2 separate regions of the Oncorhynchus kisutch genome follow, and region 2 is linked to region 1. Evidence: chromatin contacts called from public Hi-C data. All regions are on one chromosome and are shown on one strand. The core of a region is the stretch at or near the end of the contact, and the rest is flanking DNA. Distances in the headings are between cores, read along the strand shown. Region 1 holds the start of LOC109907257 (tax1-binding protein 1 homolog A). Region 2 holds the start of LOC109908589 (homeobox protein Hox-A13a).

Region 1 (4,163 bases), core at 647-3,146:
GGCCAATCTTCTAGTTGGAGGCACGACGAGGCCTGACGGCCAATCTTCTAGTTGGAGGCACGACGAGGCCTGACGGCCAATCTTCTAGTTGGAGACACATGACGAGGCCTAATGGCCAATCTTCTCGTTGGAGACACGACGAGGCCTAACGGCCAATCTTCTCGTTGGAGACACGACGAGGCCTAATGGCCAATCTTCTCGTTGGAGGCACGACGAGGCGTGACGGCCAATCTTCTAGTTGGAGACACGACCAGGCCTAACGGCCAATCTTCTAGTTGGAGACACGACCAGGCCTAACGGCCAATCTTCTAGTTGGAGACACGACCAGGCCTAACGGCCAATCTTCTAGTTGGAGACACGACCAGGCCTAACGGCCAATCTTCTAGTTGGAGACACGACCAGGCCTAACGGCCAATCTTCTAGTTGGAGACACATGACGAGGCCTAACGGCCAATCTTCTAGTTGGAGACACGACGAGGCCTAGCGGCCAATCTTCTAGTTGGAGGCACGACGAGGCCTGACGGCCAATCTTCTAGTTGGAGGCACGACGAGGCCTAACGGCCAATCTTCTAGTTGGAGGGTCATGAGGCTACATTTAGGCCCAGTGACGACTGCATAGGATGACTGCATAGCGTCTTATGAATCAATGCTCTATACAGTGTGAGAAGTACTGATGCAGAGCTAAGGGAGATCTAGTGTCGCTCACCCAGTCTTTGGGTGGGGTGTAGCTTAAAGATGCCCACCGGTCGTTGGGGGGTGGGTTGTAAATAGGGTAGGGTGTACCTTAAAGATGCCCACCAGTCTTTGGAGTGGGGAGTGATGTAGGATGTGTGTGTTTGTGTTACCTTAAATATTCCCACCCAGTCTTTGGGGTTGGGGGTGATGTACGAGGTGAGGGTGTAGCAACACTCCAGTGCCTCCTGGGGCAGGAAGCTCTTCCCAACGTTTTGGAAGATGACATGGGCAAAGTTTGATGTTTCCATGACGCCGATGACACTGCTGGGCAAAGAGCCCACCACCTGGAACGATGACATCATATCCTGTTTGTCACTTCATTTGTCCGAACTGCAGGGAAAATTTGTAATAGAGAGAATTTGGGAAAGAATATAGGGAAGGGATATGAAAACATTTCTGATTGGGCATGCATATCCCCCCCCCCTCACACACACACATCATATTGACATTTTACCCACTGACATGTAACATGGAAGAATTCCAAGCCTGCCTAAACATGTTAAAATAACGACATGATGGCAAACAGACTGCATGAGATCATGTCAAATAAAAACCACAATATAGGCTTCCAAAAGCTGAAGCGAGTGATCGCCCAAACAAGGACAGCCAAATGTAACACAGCCAGCACAGGTCTCATTTACCACAGGCGAACGGGGAGTTGCTAACTATAGCTAGGTAGCGAGCTAATATTCCCTTGGCATTTTCCAAGAGCCTGTATCTGACACAAACACGCTTAAGATGATTAGCTAGATAGCTATAATGTTCGCATATATAACGTTGCCCTAACGTAACTATCATGTTCATTGAAAAGTGGATCGATTAAGATCTCCGCATTAACCTTCAAGGGCCTTGTAGCTAACTAACGTCACGTTGGCTAACGGATCTGACAACAAACTAGCTTATATTGTTAGCTAGCTAGCAATAATCTCAGTGTTAGCTATAGCTATACGTCTTGCTAGTAGGCCAAATCCCCTAGCAATATGACAATCACAGATATTTATTCCGCTTGAATCGATTCATTACCTGTCTTACGAATCCAAACTGCGACAAATTGTGTTTTGAAAGCCAAATGTGTCAGTCCAAACGCGGTTGTGGAAATATCTTCAACCCCCGTTGTCAAAGCATTGAAGATGCTGATGCTTTTCCTGAAATGTGAAAACTGATGGTGTCACTTCCGGGATGGGTTGGTGGCGGTGCTGAGGAGAGAGATTCCATTTCCACCACGCGCAAATTCCAATGAGGTGATGCCGCAAAACAATATATTTGCAAGTATAAACCAATAAAGCAATTAATGAATATACAGTAGCTATCTCTGGCAAATGTCAGGTTATTTGCCCAGTTGCTGCATCTTGCACTGGGAATAGAGCGAAACGTATACAACACAGAGTGATGATGGAGTGAGTCGCTGGGGGTTCTAGGGGGCGGCGGGTAGCCTAGTGGTTCGCGCGAATCCCTGAGTTGACAAATCTGTCGTTCTGCCTCTGAACAAGGCAGTTAATCCACTACCTAGGCCGTCATTGTAAATAAGAATTAGGGTCCATCAGGTTTAGCTAAAATGCAAAAAAATGTGAAGTCAATTTGATAAAGCTGTAATCTTAATAGACGTGACCCTGTAAACGCCCAGGTCAAGGAGAAATAAGCATGGCTGCCTTGTCAGGTCAAGGAGAAATAAGCATGGCTGCCTTGTTCAGAGAGTGTCGGAATCTATTGCAAAGGTGCAATACTCTTGTCGACCTGGATCTCGGTAACGTGTTTACATGTTTTTCTATTTTCCACCATCTTTTTCCCGGTGTGCATGTACATAATAGATCAAAATGGCTGTTTTTCTGCAAATCTTCTGAACAGTTGGTTACCCACTGTGTTTTTGTTTTATCTTTATTTAACTAGGCAAGTCAGTTAAGGACAAATTCTTGTTTACAATGACGGCCTACCCAGCCAAACCCTGCCCTAACCCGGACGACCCCAGACGACCCCAGACGAAGCTGGGCCAATTGTGCACCGCCCTTGGAACTCCTAATCACAGCCAATTGTGATAGTAGTGTAGTGATGCCTCTAGCACTGAGATGCAGTGCCTTAGACCGCTGCGCAACTCTAGAGCCCATACAATTTCCTCCCAAGTTGTTGTTAACGAAATATGAACATTTTAACTATGAACTGATTGCTTGTAACAATGGACATGGCTATACGCTCATCTCTCACATCCCTATCCGTCAATTCTTTAAAATCATGTTTCCTTCACTCTTCATGTGACCAACTGGATGGAACACAACGTTATTCGTGGCTGGAGTAACTACCAGCATGCCTGCACAAGCCTGATCATTTTAATTAATGACAAGGCTCCCCTAGGACGGTGAACTCAGTCAGCGTCTCAATTTACTGTTGACAGTTATAATAGTAGACTACACAAGGTGCAATTTCGAAATTTGGTTGGTCACATGGTTGGTTTAAATTTTATTGGTCACATGCATGTGATTAGCAGATGTTATTGCGGGTGTAGCGAAATGCTTGTGCTTCTAGCTCCGAAAGTGCAGTAATATCTAACAAGTAATGTCTAACAAACAACACAAGATATACCCAATACACACAAATCTAAGTAGGAATGAATTTAGACTATATACATATGGACGAGTGACTTCAGAGCGGAACGGCTAAGATATAGTATAGAAAACAGTATATACATATGAGATGAGTATGCCAGATATGTAAACATTAAGTGACTAGTGTTCCATTTCTTAAAGGGGCCAGTGATTTCTAGACTATGCCTAAAGGCAGCAGCCTCTAATGTGCTAGTTGATGGCTGTTTAACAGTCTGATGGCCTTGAGATAGAAGCTGTTTTTCACCCTCTTGATCCCAGCTTTGATGCACAGTTAGTGTTATGTCATAGCCCAAGAATGTACTTTAATTAAGGAGTGTCCTATCGTTACTCTTTAAGGTCCAAGGACCGTATGTTGTTTTCAGAGGTAGGCTTGCATCTAAACGTTAATTGATTCTCAATTGTAAAACTGTTCTAGAAACATAAACCCTTTTACTTTCATAGCACATCAAAATATTTTAACTAATGCAAAATCTACTGACTGTACACTTTTAACCGGCTTCATCACAGTTGCAGCCAACAGTATTTTTCAGCTACAACATGTTTCTGGTGGCCTTTTTCCTTTACACACAGGTGTTCGGAGCATGCTAGATAGCTAATTAGCACAGGTGGTCGCCTGTCTTCCATAAACACACTGTAATATGGACATATAACCATGTGGGAACACTAACCCTAACCCATTTAGTGTCTATGAATGGGGTAGTTATGTCAATCACTGACAGTCACTCAATTAGCCCATGTCAGCTTTTTAGATTGGTAAATTAATCGAGCCAGCTATAAACTTGTAGTAATCATTGTTGAATTACCGACCAGAGGGCCCCCATTGATTTTGTA
Region 2 (4,163 bases), core at 737-3,236, 160 kb after region 1:
GCGGTCCAAGATGACTACGACAGTTTATTAAGTCCCGCATCCATCAAGAATATTCAAATAATAGGCCTACAAAATAAATAACTGGTTTGACGTGCTAATAATGCCTACGTTTGTTACGCGATCTTGCTTTAATATCGAATTCGTAATGGTGGTATTTATACTGTGGCTGAGGCACAGTGCTTTTGACGTTTTTATTAACATTATTATGACGTAATAATAGATGAGAATGCCTATGGAAAAATGCATCCTGAATTATGTGATCGCACCACATTAATAGTATTATGGCGCGAAAATAGGCAAGAATGTCTATGAAAAATGCTTGAATTCTATATGAATGAATCTTTGAGCACTTTTGTTGGCTTCCATTTATAGCCTGAAACAAACGTTGCCATTTGACGGCTTGCATTATTTCATTTAGGCCTATTATTGGTTTTACAGCAATGAAGTTCACTAACTACAACCAAATGACCATATTTTTCATGGCATTATACTGTACCAGAGAAAATAGGATATAGGTAAGTCCAGGCTGGTTTTGCCTATAATATTCTTGCTTTTTTCTCCTGAAACAATATATTTGGAAGGAGAGCCTTAAGGAGAGACATAAACACGACAAAGCAGACAAAACACAACGACATGCCTATACTACTTCACATCATTTTCACCCGTCTTCACCAAAAGTCTCCAAAACACGAGACTGGTTTGCAAATGAAACTTTCCGATTAGCCTACTTTTCCAACGTGTGCAAAACACATGATGCATAACATGTTTCCTTAGACACAACGAGAATAAAACGTTCGAGAAAACAAAATGATAGTAAAAGTTAATGCCCTCCAAAGCTTTCATTAGGCCAGGAATTCTCACCCCTCTTCCGCCCTTTTCAAGAACTCAGCCGGGTCCTTCAAAGACTGAACAACCCAACAGACTCGTCGGCTAGACAGCAACTTTCAACTTGACCTTGGCCTCTAACCGCGTCTACCCCGTAGGCTATGTGAAAAACAACCGAGTTGCCAACATTGAGAACTGTTTTCTGTCTTTGCATATTGTAAACATGTCGGAAGCGAGGGATCTGGTATTTGTTGGGCACACTGTCTATCCGAATTCTCACTAATTTCTTGAATGCTCGAACCTGTCGCTCTAATTTGAGTGATATGAAAACGGGGCATTTTGATTGAGAGCATCTCCCATGGATTTGAGCTGAATTATCTTTAGTTGAAAAATGAGATGGACGTGTTGTTCTAAAGCTTGTTTATTTCCCTTCTTTATTCCACTCCCTATCCGATACGTGTCTCTTGGATGAGTCATCCGTGTTCCCCACAGTGGTTCGGTCTGTTCAAACACTGTTAACATTAGCTAGTAGTCCATCTCCATTGTCGTTTATGGGATATTGGGAAACGTGTCCTTGGCGACCATTCCTTACGCTATGTACTAATTATGTGAGCTGTATTGGGGTGTGTGGCTTTGAATGGATTATACTTTGTGGAATTAATATAGGCCCACCATGTACAAAATAATCAGCAATGACATTGTGTCATAGACATGTTTACACGGACTGCCTTTATGTGCGTAAAAGCAACGTCTATGGATGTATTTAAGTTGGTGAGTCACCGCAGTCTTTTGAACCCGTCTGGACTACTTTTATTTTGCTTTCCAATGATAAAATAAAAACCCTTTTCAAACCAATTTAGGTTTGAAGTGTAACCGTATATAGGAGTGATATATATATATATAATATATATATAAGTATAGATATATAAATATAGATATAGATATTTATTTTTCTATTTACACACGAAACCCTCTCGTTTTGAGCGGCAAAAAGACAAGCCAAATCCCTTGATAGGTACGGTCATCTTACAAAGCCGCATTTTTTCTACATTTAATTATCCGCACTGGGAGATATTTATCGTCCTCTTTGCATAGCCTATCACGTGGCCCCTTCTTGGCCAATAGAGGCGCGACCTTGGTGCACCCGGGCGCGTCAGAGTCGCTTACTCTCTCGGAATCAGTATCTCCTTTTTTCAGCCTCTATGCTTTTTTAAAAAAGAGCCAGAAGCCTCAATGCTGGATGTCGTGCTATGACAACGTCACTGCTCTTCCGTCCTCGCTGGGTCGACCCGTCGGTGATGTTCCTCTACGACAACGGCGGCGGTTCCGATGAAGTGAGCAAGAACATGGACGCTGGCGGTGGTGGTTTTGCGGGAGGCAACTTTGCGGCAAACCAATGCAGGAACCTGATGGCGCACCCCGCGTCCCTCGCTCCGAGCACGGCATACTCGTCAAGCGACGTCCCAACCTCGGGAATGGGCGAGCCATCCAAGCAGTGCAGCCCTTGCTCGGCTGTGCAAAGCTCCTCCAGCGCGTCCCTGCCCTATGGATACTTCGGTAGCGGCTACTATCCGTGCAGAATGTCGCACCACAGTAGCATAAAGTCGTGCGGAACACAGCCCCCCTCTGCGTACGGGGAGAAGTACATGGACACATCCGCTTCGGGCGATGACTTCACCTCTAGGGCCAAGGAGTTCGCCTTCTATCCGAGCTATGCTTCGGTCCCATACCAGCCCGTACCCAGTTACCTGGACGTGCCAGTTGTACCAACTATGAGCGGGCCAGCAGAACACAGACACGAGCCCCTGCTGCCCATGGAGAGCTACCAGCCGTGGGCTCTAACTAACGGCTGGAACGGGCAGGTCTACTGCACCAAGGAGCAGCCTCAGCTCGGACACATGTGGAAATCCTCCATACCAGGTACAACATAGGTAGAGAGCCCTCAGGTTTTACGCAATAAACCAGAACAACTTTTCATTGTGTTTGTTTTTGCTTAATCCACAACAAAATGTTAGAGACGATACCTTTTCTGTAAAATAATATAACGCGTTTGTAAATTCGTTTTTGAGAATACAGTCTTAGAAAAAAGGGTTCCAAAAGGGTCATTCGGCTGTCCCCATAGGACAACCCTTTTTGGTTCCTGGATGAACCCCTTTGGGTTCCATGTATAACCTTCTGTGGAAAGGGTTCTACATGGAACCCAATGGGGTTCTATCGGGAACCAAAAACGGTTATTCGAAGGCTTCTCCTATAGGGACAGCCGAAGACCCCCTTTCTATTTTAGACGTAACCTTTTTTGTGTATGGTTTGTGAACGGCTTACTATATCCATTTCGCTTTCCGTTTTGCTCCACCAGACGCGGTGTCTCCTGTGGGAGGGGACCTGAGCTCCTTCCGACGTGGAAGAAAGAAGCGCGTGCCATACACCAAGGTGCAACTGAAGGAACTTGAGCGCGAGTACGCGGCCAATAAATTCATAACAAAGGACAAACGAAGGAGGATATCGGCCCAGACGAACCTGTCCGAGCGACAGGTCACTATCTGGTTTCAGAACAGACGCGTTAAGGAGAAGAAGGTGGTCGTCAAAGTGAAGAGTATCAGCTAGTTTTGACTGACATACAACAATGGGATGGGAATTGAACACACACACACACACAATATGCTATTCACGCCTTTTGATTGGAACAATTTAACCCTTATTTCCCACCGAACATGGTTCACAAATATACTCTGCCAAATGCGTGCCGAGACATTTATGGAACGAAAATGTAGAAAAACTCTGGACCTTCCATTTTCCTCCATTGTGTATTGTTTTCGGTGAATGGAGACCAAAGCAAGGAGAAAGTTAGGGACGTATAATTTTTGCAACTGGCATGCAGTAACCTCAGGAAAACAGACACTCTAACTTCACCGTGTGGAGAAAAAAAACATTTGGAAATCCCCAGGAAGTGACGGCCTTTAGGATTATAGCTTCCACGGTTAAATATTAATCCGTTCCATTACCCCTTCAACACTCCACTAAACACGTGCATCTTAATTTAAAGTTTAGCTTCTTCAAACGGTTCTCCTGCTCTCACTCATAACCAATCCAAGGTGCAATCCCGCTTGTAATGCATACATCATTTTCTGGGAAATGTGTGCCCATGTGAACCATATGTCTTTTATATTGTGTGTGTATTCATGTGGTTGTATATAAAGGTAAACTATACAGACAAAACTATAATATGTCAAGGCTATCTGTGTCTGTTAAATATGTCGGTGTAAAACTATTGACACAAAAATCTGTCCAATAAAATCCGGACATTGTTGAATCATATATATCCACGACCTCTGATTTGA

What was found. Hi-C and Micro-C count contacts between places; a contact is called where the count stands out from the background.
Region 2: a Hi-C map of liver shows a contact between it and region 1, with 6 times the contacts expected there. The contact joins the promoter of LOC109908589 here to the promoter of LOC109907257 in region 1. A contact is called at or near these places in 2 of 2 Hi-C or Micro-C datasets (liver and muscle).

What each region holds. Positions count from the first base shown.
Region 1 is chrLG17:17,125,800-17,129,962 of Okis_V2, forward strand. LOC109907257 (tax1-binding protein 1 homolog A) reads right to left here and starts at 1,897. Exons shown (of 17, transcript XM_031793125.1): 1 at 1,759-1,897; 2 at 846-1,065. The coding sequence starts at 1,037.
Region 2 is chrLG17:17,289,081-17,293,243 of Okis_V2, forward strand. LOC109908589 (homeobox protein Hox-A13a) reads left to right here and starts at 1,987. Exons shown (of 2, transcript XM_020507256.2): 1 at 1,987-2,745; 2 at 3,182-4,140. The coding sequence starts at 2,076. The coding sequence ends at 3,429.